2 separate regions of the Anas platyrhynchos genome follow, and region 2 is linked to region 1. Evidence: chromatin contacts called from public Hi-C data. All regions are on one chromosome and are shown on one strand. Each heading gives the region's core, a stretch centred on a gene start, on an enhancer-like site or on the middle of the called end of the contact. The rest is flanking DNA. Distances are from core to core; before and after follow the strand shown.

What was found. Hi-C and Micro-C count contacts between places; a contact is called where the count stands out from the background.
Region 2: a Hi-C map of small yellow follicle shows a contact between it and region 1, with 2.5 times the contacts expected there. The contact joins the promoter of DTNBP1 here to the enhancer-like site in region 1. A contact is called at or near these places in 2 of 8 Hi-C or Micro-C datasets (F5 follicle and small yellow follicle).

What each region holds. Positions count from the first base shown.
Region 1 is chr2:107,306,763-107,310,303 of IASCAAS_PekinDuck_T2T, reverse strand. No RefSeq gene overlaps it. Among named protein-coding and RNA genes, the nearest start is that of MYLIP, 53 kb to the right of the region's middle. Within about 2 kb of position 1,918, at least 4 of the 8 cell types and tissues checked have an H3K27ac peak or open chromatin away from gene starts, as enhancers often do. A contact at or near this core is called in F5 follicle and small yellow follicle, where this site is marked.
Region 2 is chr2:107,399,549-107,403,089 of IASCAAS_PekinDuck_T2T, reverse strand. DTNBP1 (dystrobrevin binding protein 1) reads right to left here and starts at 1,852. Exons shown (of 10, transcript XM_027451261.3): 1 at 1,680-1,852. The coding sequence starts at 1,735.

The DNA of each region.
Region 1 (3,541 bases), core at 669-3,168:
ACACGTACAATTTTGTCTTTCATGAGAAGCTTTTCAATCTTCCAGGTACAATGAACTCTTGTTAGAGGTGTTTTACCTTCCTTTAGAAGACTGCTTGGAGATGAGTAAAACACAGAGGTAGAATCAGTTGTGTTCACAAGAGCATAACTCTCTGGGTTTCCTTCTTTCATTACATTATTAATTTAAATCCCTCTAGGTCTGTGTTAAGCTGCAATCTGTTACGGCTGGGCCATAGCATGGGTCTGAGCTGCAGTTTGACAGTCCTGTCTCTTCTCTCTCTATATATAGGCCATGCTCATGAGGCATTTGAGGTAATTTCGGTGATGCTGTTGCTGCACTAAATTGTTGCTGTTGATGTTCTAATGTGGGTAAGCAAGCTCAGGGGTGAGAAAAAGAAGAGGTCTTCACTTGCTGAAGTAGAGTCCTAGAAGCTTCCTTCAGAGCCTGCTAAGTGTGTTAAGGGACAGAAGACATCAGCTGTTCCTCTCCAGGGATATCCATATGTAGCAAGTTTCTTTCTCTTTCAGCTACTTATTTCTGGTAAGACATAATTGTATGGTTCTGATTTGACTGGCCCCCCAAAATCCTTTTACCATTCACTTTCTGTGGGGCACAAGCTTTACGGAGCTCAGTTGGCCCCTCTCCTGAAAGCATGTGATTTGCACATAATAGACTGCTTCCCTCCTCTCTCGTTTTCATATTCAGAGGACGATTAACTTGTCTGACTGCTTCTCTGACCCTGCTGATCCCCATCTCTTCCAGGTGAACTCCTGGGGCTGTCGTGTTAAAGTGTCTCGCTAATTCCCATCAAAAGAGCTCAATTAGAGACACACGGTTAAAATGGCAAATGCAGAAGTGAGAGAGAACATGTTTGTGTGTGAGTATGACATTTTACATCAGAGGCCCACAAAAGACTGAGGTGATAATTGCCTGTCTAAAAAACTGGCAAACATTTTAATGCAGCCTGTGCCCTCGCGGGGCACTGCCTGCCTCACTCAGTGACAGGTATTGCTCATTGATTTGTTTCAGCCATATTCCCTTGGCTCGTTTCTTACAGTCATTTGAAACTTAGCTAATATGAGATGGAAGGGGCAGTTTGTTGCAGCAAGCACGAATTATCTGCAAGGAATACCTGGGTATTCTGTTCACCAAACCTCGTCCACTCGTTTTGTCCTTGCACAATTCTTAAAAACACTTTGTGTTGTTTTTAAAAGACTGATGACTTTATTTTCCTTAGGCTGTGCTGTTTCTATTATATTCCTCTCTAGTGTTTTTCAAGGCACTGCAGATGTCCCCAGCGTAATTGTGATACAACCAGAGGTGTTTGCTGTTGAACTCCTTCCCTTTAATTACCTCTGAAAATTCATGCCTACAGTTCTGAAACTGTTTTCCTCTATATACATATGGGAGCATACTTTTTTGCCCAATAGGTAACTTCTGCGTGGTATCTCAGCTCTTTGGAGTGCATTAAATGGCACTCAGACCCAACATGTGTCTTGGGACATAAAAAGCTGTCTCAAAGCTAAATCAATGAGCTTTAAGGATGGGGAAAGCAAAATCATTTTAAGACAAGGATGAAAACACAATGAGTCCTAGGGATAACAGCTATTTTCTATTCATTAGACAAAATAATCTACCTTCTAAATCTTCACATTGGAAAGGAGTTCGGGATAGGTTTTAGTAGAATTTAAGTCATTTTACGCCAGGGAAGATATTTCAGGTACTTGGTTATTATCTTTCCACTGGTTGTGGGTTTGAAGACACTGCTCTGAAGCACCAATCTTCACCTCTTTCCTAAATCCCATAGTTGTTTCTTGTTTAGGCAGAGCACACGCTGTCAGCATGTGTCACGTGGGTCCTATTATCCAGATTTGCTCCTCTATCTGGCAGTCACAACAGTTTCCAAGGTTCTCGCTGTATGCTTGAATTCCTTTTTGTTTTCCCTCTCAGAAACAGAGCTGAGGAACTGTATGTTTCTTAGACAGTGTAAGACACTGCAGATGTCCTTGGAAGCACGGAGGGAGATTACCTTTTGTTGTGTCTGCCGAGGATGGAAATCTTTTAAATGGATGCATGTCTTACAGTCTACAGTCACTCATGACATTCCCTTAATACCCTGAAGTGGGAAAAGAGCAAGGCAGGGATGTATAATTTTCTCGTGCTCATTGGTCCAGGTTCTGTTAGCAGGACCAAATGATGGTCAAATTCCAATTTTGATATTAAGACTGCAGAATGATGTAGGCAAGCAGATGCACATGGATAACTAACGTTTTTTATTTAAATACATTAAAAATGCTGACCAGCACAGATCAAAGAAAATATCAAATACTGAAAACTAAAATGTCAAATACTGAAAACTTAGACTGATCAAAAGTATGGGCAAATTACCACCACACTCAAATTGATTAGCAAGCTGTTTTCCTCCTTAAAATTTAAATTTTAAAAGCATCTCTTTTTGTTTCAAAAGACTGTTTTACTTAGACGTCTAAAATGGTGGGGAAAAATCTATAGAAAACATAAAATTATAAACCAAATATAAGTGTTTTAAACATAAAACACTTTTGAGGAAAAAAAAAAGACTTTCAAATTGACTTAAAATTCAGTTATTTTCCATCTTTCCTGTTCAACCATAGTGTCACTTCCTGCAGGGAAACAAGCATCCAAGAAGTCTGTGCTCGTGCAGTGTCATAAAGTTTGGGGCAGTTTAAAACAACATATCTCAAGCACTGAAAATAGTTTAAGCACATCAGAATGGATCTCAATTCCAGCTAATTTCTGTTTTCTTTCACCCAGTTTGACTCAAGTTAGCTTACATTATATTGCAGGCTGTTGAATACATAATCCTTAGTAGGTCAGGTGCAAATTGCTTTGGATCAGTTGATTTTGAGATCAAAAAATATTTGCTCTTCCTTTTTTTCTTAGGTAATCAGCCAGCCTCTTTCTTTCTCCTGCAGCATGCAAAGGATATGATTAATTTGCAGCAGATCCCCTTTTCCTACAGGTTCTAATTAATTCTCCTTTTCATCTGAGCACTTCAGTTCAGTAGTTTAAGCACAGAGAGTGGCCTTTATGAAACATCTAACACATTTATTTTCTGAAGTCTAAATATTTCTTGAAGAACTACAAAAACAAAAGCCTTTCACATCCAATATCTTGTTTCACCTCTAGGTGAGCAATTTCATTGACTCACATATACCTAATAGGCTTTGCTTTGTCTCTTTCACTCTGTTTGCCCTCCTCGTGGTCTGATATCTGCTACATATAAAAGATTAAATGAATCAGGAATGTTTTTTATACCTCAAGTTAGAATAACGTGGGAACAGAGAGCAGCACAAGAGACTGATGAATGAAGTAATACAAGCTGTTCCCAAAATCTCAGATGTAGTTGATGCCAAGGGAAAACAGTGCAACTTTGTAAGTTGTGCATTACTTTCAGTGTTCAGAGGCATATTTCTTTCTAAGATTTACCCAAGTGCCTCAAATATGTGGCATGAGAAAAGTTTTTTTTTATGAGAGTCATTTATACAGGGACACATTCATA
Region 2 (3,541 bases), core at 603-3,102, 93 kb before region 1:
CTCACTCACAGGATACACAGAAGCAGACAGGAGGCACATCTGAGCAGGGGAAAGGAGAACACATTTCTCTGTACACAGAACTGGCTAACAACCTCAAAGTGTTCTTTCTACGTGACCCCAGATTCAATCTTCTTCAGCTGTAAGTGGGTGCTCCCTTATGCCTTTGGAAGAGACGCTCTCTCCTTAGGAGCCCTGGAAAAGCTTCTCCTTCCCAATGTTAGAAGCAATTCAACTGTTCATTTCGCAGTCGTTCATGTGTAGTTAGCAAGTTGGCCACTTCTACTACTGCTTTGGTGGGGGTAAAGAAAAGGATAATCTGAAACACTGGCACTGAGGTTGCATTATCTCAGAAGGGAAAGGGAAGGCAAAACAGGTCAATTCATGTTCTGGCCTGACATGAAGGGGACAGTATGGGAAAAGGAGTAAGCACTCCACAGCCTTTGTTACCACTGCTTCAAGATACACTTTCTTAATGGCAACAAAGAATTACACTGCAAAAAAAAAGAAGTTAAAAGGACACCCCAAGGAGGACACATTAATGGAGCTCCTGAAACAAAGATGCAAACAATAAAAACTGCTTTTAAAACAGAATAAAACATGGCAACACAAGGAAGAAGGGAAATTAGAGACTACCTGAAAACCTACTGACTCCCCAGCAGCAACAGCGGTTATGTAGACGAAGTGAAGTGACCATCACACACAGGCCTTTCTGTTTACCCTGTTTCATCATGTTAAAGACACCATTTCCAAAAGAATCTTACACTGTACTGAGGCATCTAACACAACAAGAGCTCTTAAAATAACCGCAAAACAGAAATATAGCAGTAAAGCAATACCTTGGTCTATACTCTTAGGATTTCATGTTTGTTATGGTAAGACAGATAACACCAGCAACTTGTGTGGCTGATTGGTAGTTACTGTAGCAGTTTCTTTGGTCCACTGTAAACTGCTGCAAATAAGTCATTATAAAGTACGTAGGTTTCTGGAGTTCAGAAATGTCTCTGACTATAGATAAATGTTTACCATGGAGATATTATCAGGCAGCCTCAACACAGCCAGAGGCCAGGCAGCTCTCAAAAGCAATCGATTACAACACGATGCTCTCCTGGGGCTCGTTAGGAGCCTGGAGCTTCGCAGCACAGGCGTGACCTTGCTCCCCTGCCATCCTCTGACTTCCAGTAACACTCCCTGGGACCACCTGCTGGTGCTAAATATAGCATTGATCCAGTGTGTATATTAAAAAAATAGAGCTTGTGGGGCGGCGTAGGAAGAATAGCTTTGTACTGTGGAGTGGGGCAGTGTAGGAAGAGTGTTTTTGGAGTGGGGCAGTGTAGGAAGAGTATCTTTGTAGTGTCAGCAAGGAGCTGCTCCTTCCGCTCCTCCTGCGCTCCTCTCCTTCACGTGACGGTAACTCTCATCCTCCAGGGCACAGAGAAGCTTTTCAGGCAGCAAAGGGCGATATCACACGGATCCACGCAACCTTCGTCAACGAGCCCAGCGCCTTCATCGGCCCCATTCACGCCTTGCCCACCCTCCCAAAAGCGCAGCCTCTCCCTCCCCACACCCAGCGCCACAGCCGCCGGTCCCCTCCTCTTCCTCCCTCCCGGTCACCTGCTTCCCCCTCACCCCGGCCGGGCTGCGGTCCCGCCACCCCCCCAGGGACAATTGGTGCCACCCACCCCGAGGTGAAGTCCTGCTGGACGCTCAGCAGCCGCTCCCGCAGCGTCTCCAACATCGTCCCGGCCTCCTCCTCCTCCTCCTCCGGTGGCGGCGGCGGGCGAAGCTCCCCCCTCCGCCCTCACCCTCGGCCCGCGGCCGGGGCGGAGTCGGGGGCGGTGTGAGGCGGCATCCGGGAAGGGCCGCCCCCTCCGCCCCAATATGGCGGCGGCGCAGCCCTGCCACAGTGACCTGCTGGGACACCCTCAGCCCTGTCCCGTCCGCTCCCATATGGTGGCGGCTGGCTCCTGCTTTGTGCTCCTGGCACGCTGAAAAGCCGGGCCCAGCTGTATCTAGAGCCCCCCACGCTCTGGGAGGGGAGTTTGGATCCCTGAAGTTTGTGCGAGGGGTGTCCTAAAAAATGAGGTGGTTCCTGCTCGCCACCACCTCGAGGGATTTGGCCGCAGTGGGCACAGTGTATGAGCGAGCTCAAGGGAATCGTCCTTCCTAATAAAGCCTTAAAAGTGTTTTCATTAAGCTTCTCAATGCTATCTTATCAAGCAATCAACCTGTTTTCAGATATTTAGGAGTCTGGGGTCAACGTAGGTGGAACCAGACCTTTTCATAACAATCAGCTACTCTTTCCTCTTGCTGGAGGACAACACCTCATCTACAGTCACTATAACATAAAGATTGTCCCCCCCACTGGATGTTTTCAGTTAGTATTTGAGGAACGTGGACCCAGGGTTTAGATGGATCTGTGAATTCTGAAGTTTCCATTTAAATGAGACTCCAATATTTAAATAAGAATAAAAACAACTGGGGGCTGAAAGTAGAAAAAAAAATACATACTTAACCTGTTCAATTTTAGCTAAAAATCCAAAAATGTTAAGGAAAGTGGAGAGCACTGAAATCATTGCTTACAAGGAGAATGTACGCGGAGGGAGACTGTTGTGCGAGTCATTACATACTGTAAAAATTATAATGGTTTTAGGTACACCCACTCAACTGGAAAATTAACACTATAATTGCATTCACCCCCTACCTGTGTACTGTTAGAAGAATGAGATCTGTAGATTGTTTCTGAAGGGGCCCGTCGAAAAGCAATGTTGCTCTGTGGCCTTAATACAAGAGGTAAATGCTTGCTAAGCGAAGAATGACTGGGGTGGTCATTACAAGCGTTGAAATTTTGTAGCTCATCTTGAGATCAGAAAGACTGCTTTCATGGCAGGCTGCATATAAAGATCTGTAAAAAAGCATATGACATGTATACACTATTTTTCTCTTGCTTAGGCTGACAATGTTTGAAAGTATAGACTTTCCATTTCATGGATAGTTAGTTCTCCAGACGAAGAGGAGAAGGGCTTGAATCAGCAAGTTTGATGTATTCACAGACATAAATTACAAATGCTGACAAAAGCTCTGCAATCTGGCCTTAGGTAATATAAAATTTATGGGAATTTAAGTTTTCAGAAAAGAGGGGTTTAAACCTTTCATTGTTCACCTTTTCTTTGAGAAGACATTCATTTCTTCTGTCTTGTATATTTTTGTATATTTTCAAAATTTTTTTTTTTTGTCAGCAGTAGCTCTAATAATTCACAGTGAGTAAACATCTCTAGACTCCTATGCTTCTTTTTCAGTTAAAAAGAAACTATGTGAAGACTGCTGTCCTTGCACAATTTCATTGCCATCACCGTGTAGAATTTGGGAAAAGAAATGCATTGAGATAGTGCTAAGAGTCACAGTAATCCTAGACATACAAGAACAAAAGAGACTTCTAAAAGCAGACCCTATGCTAAAGGGCAGTGGTGAATAATATATTCCATGTAGAGTTTTGTTTAACCATTTCTTAGGAACTTAAGGTAAAGGAGATTCTGTGAGCTCC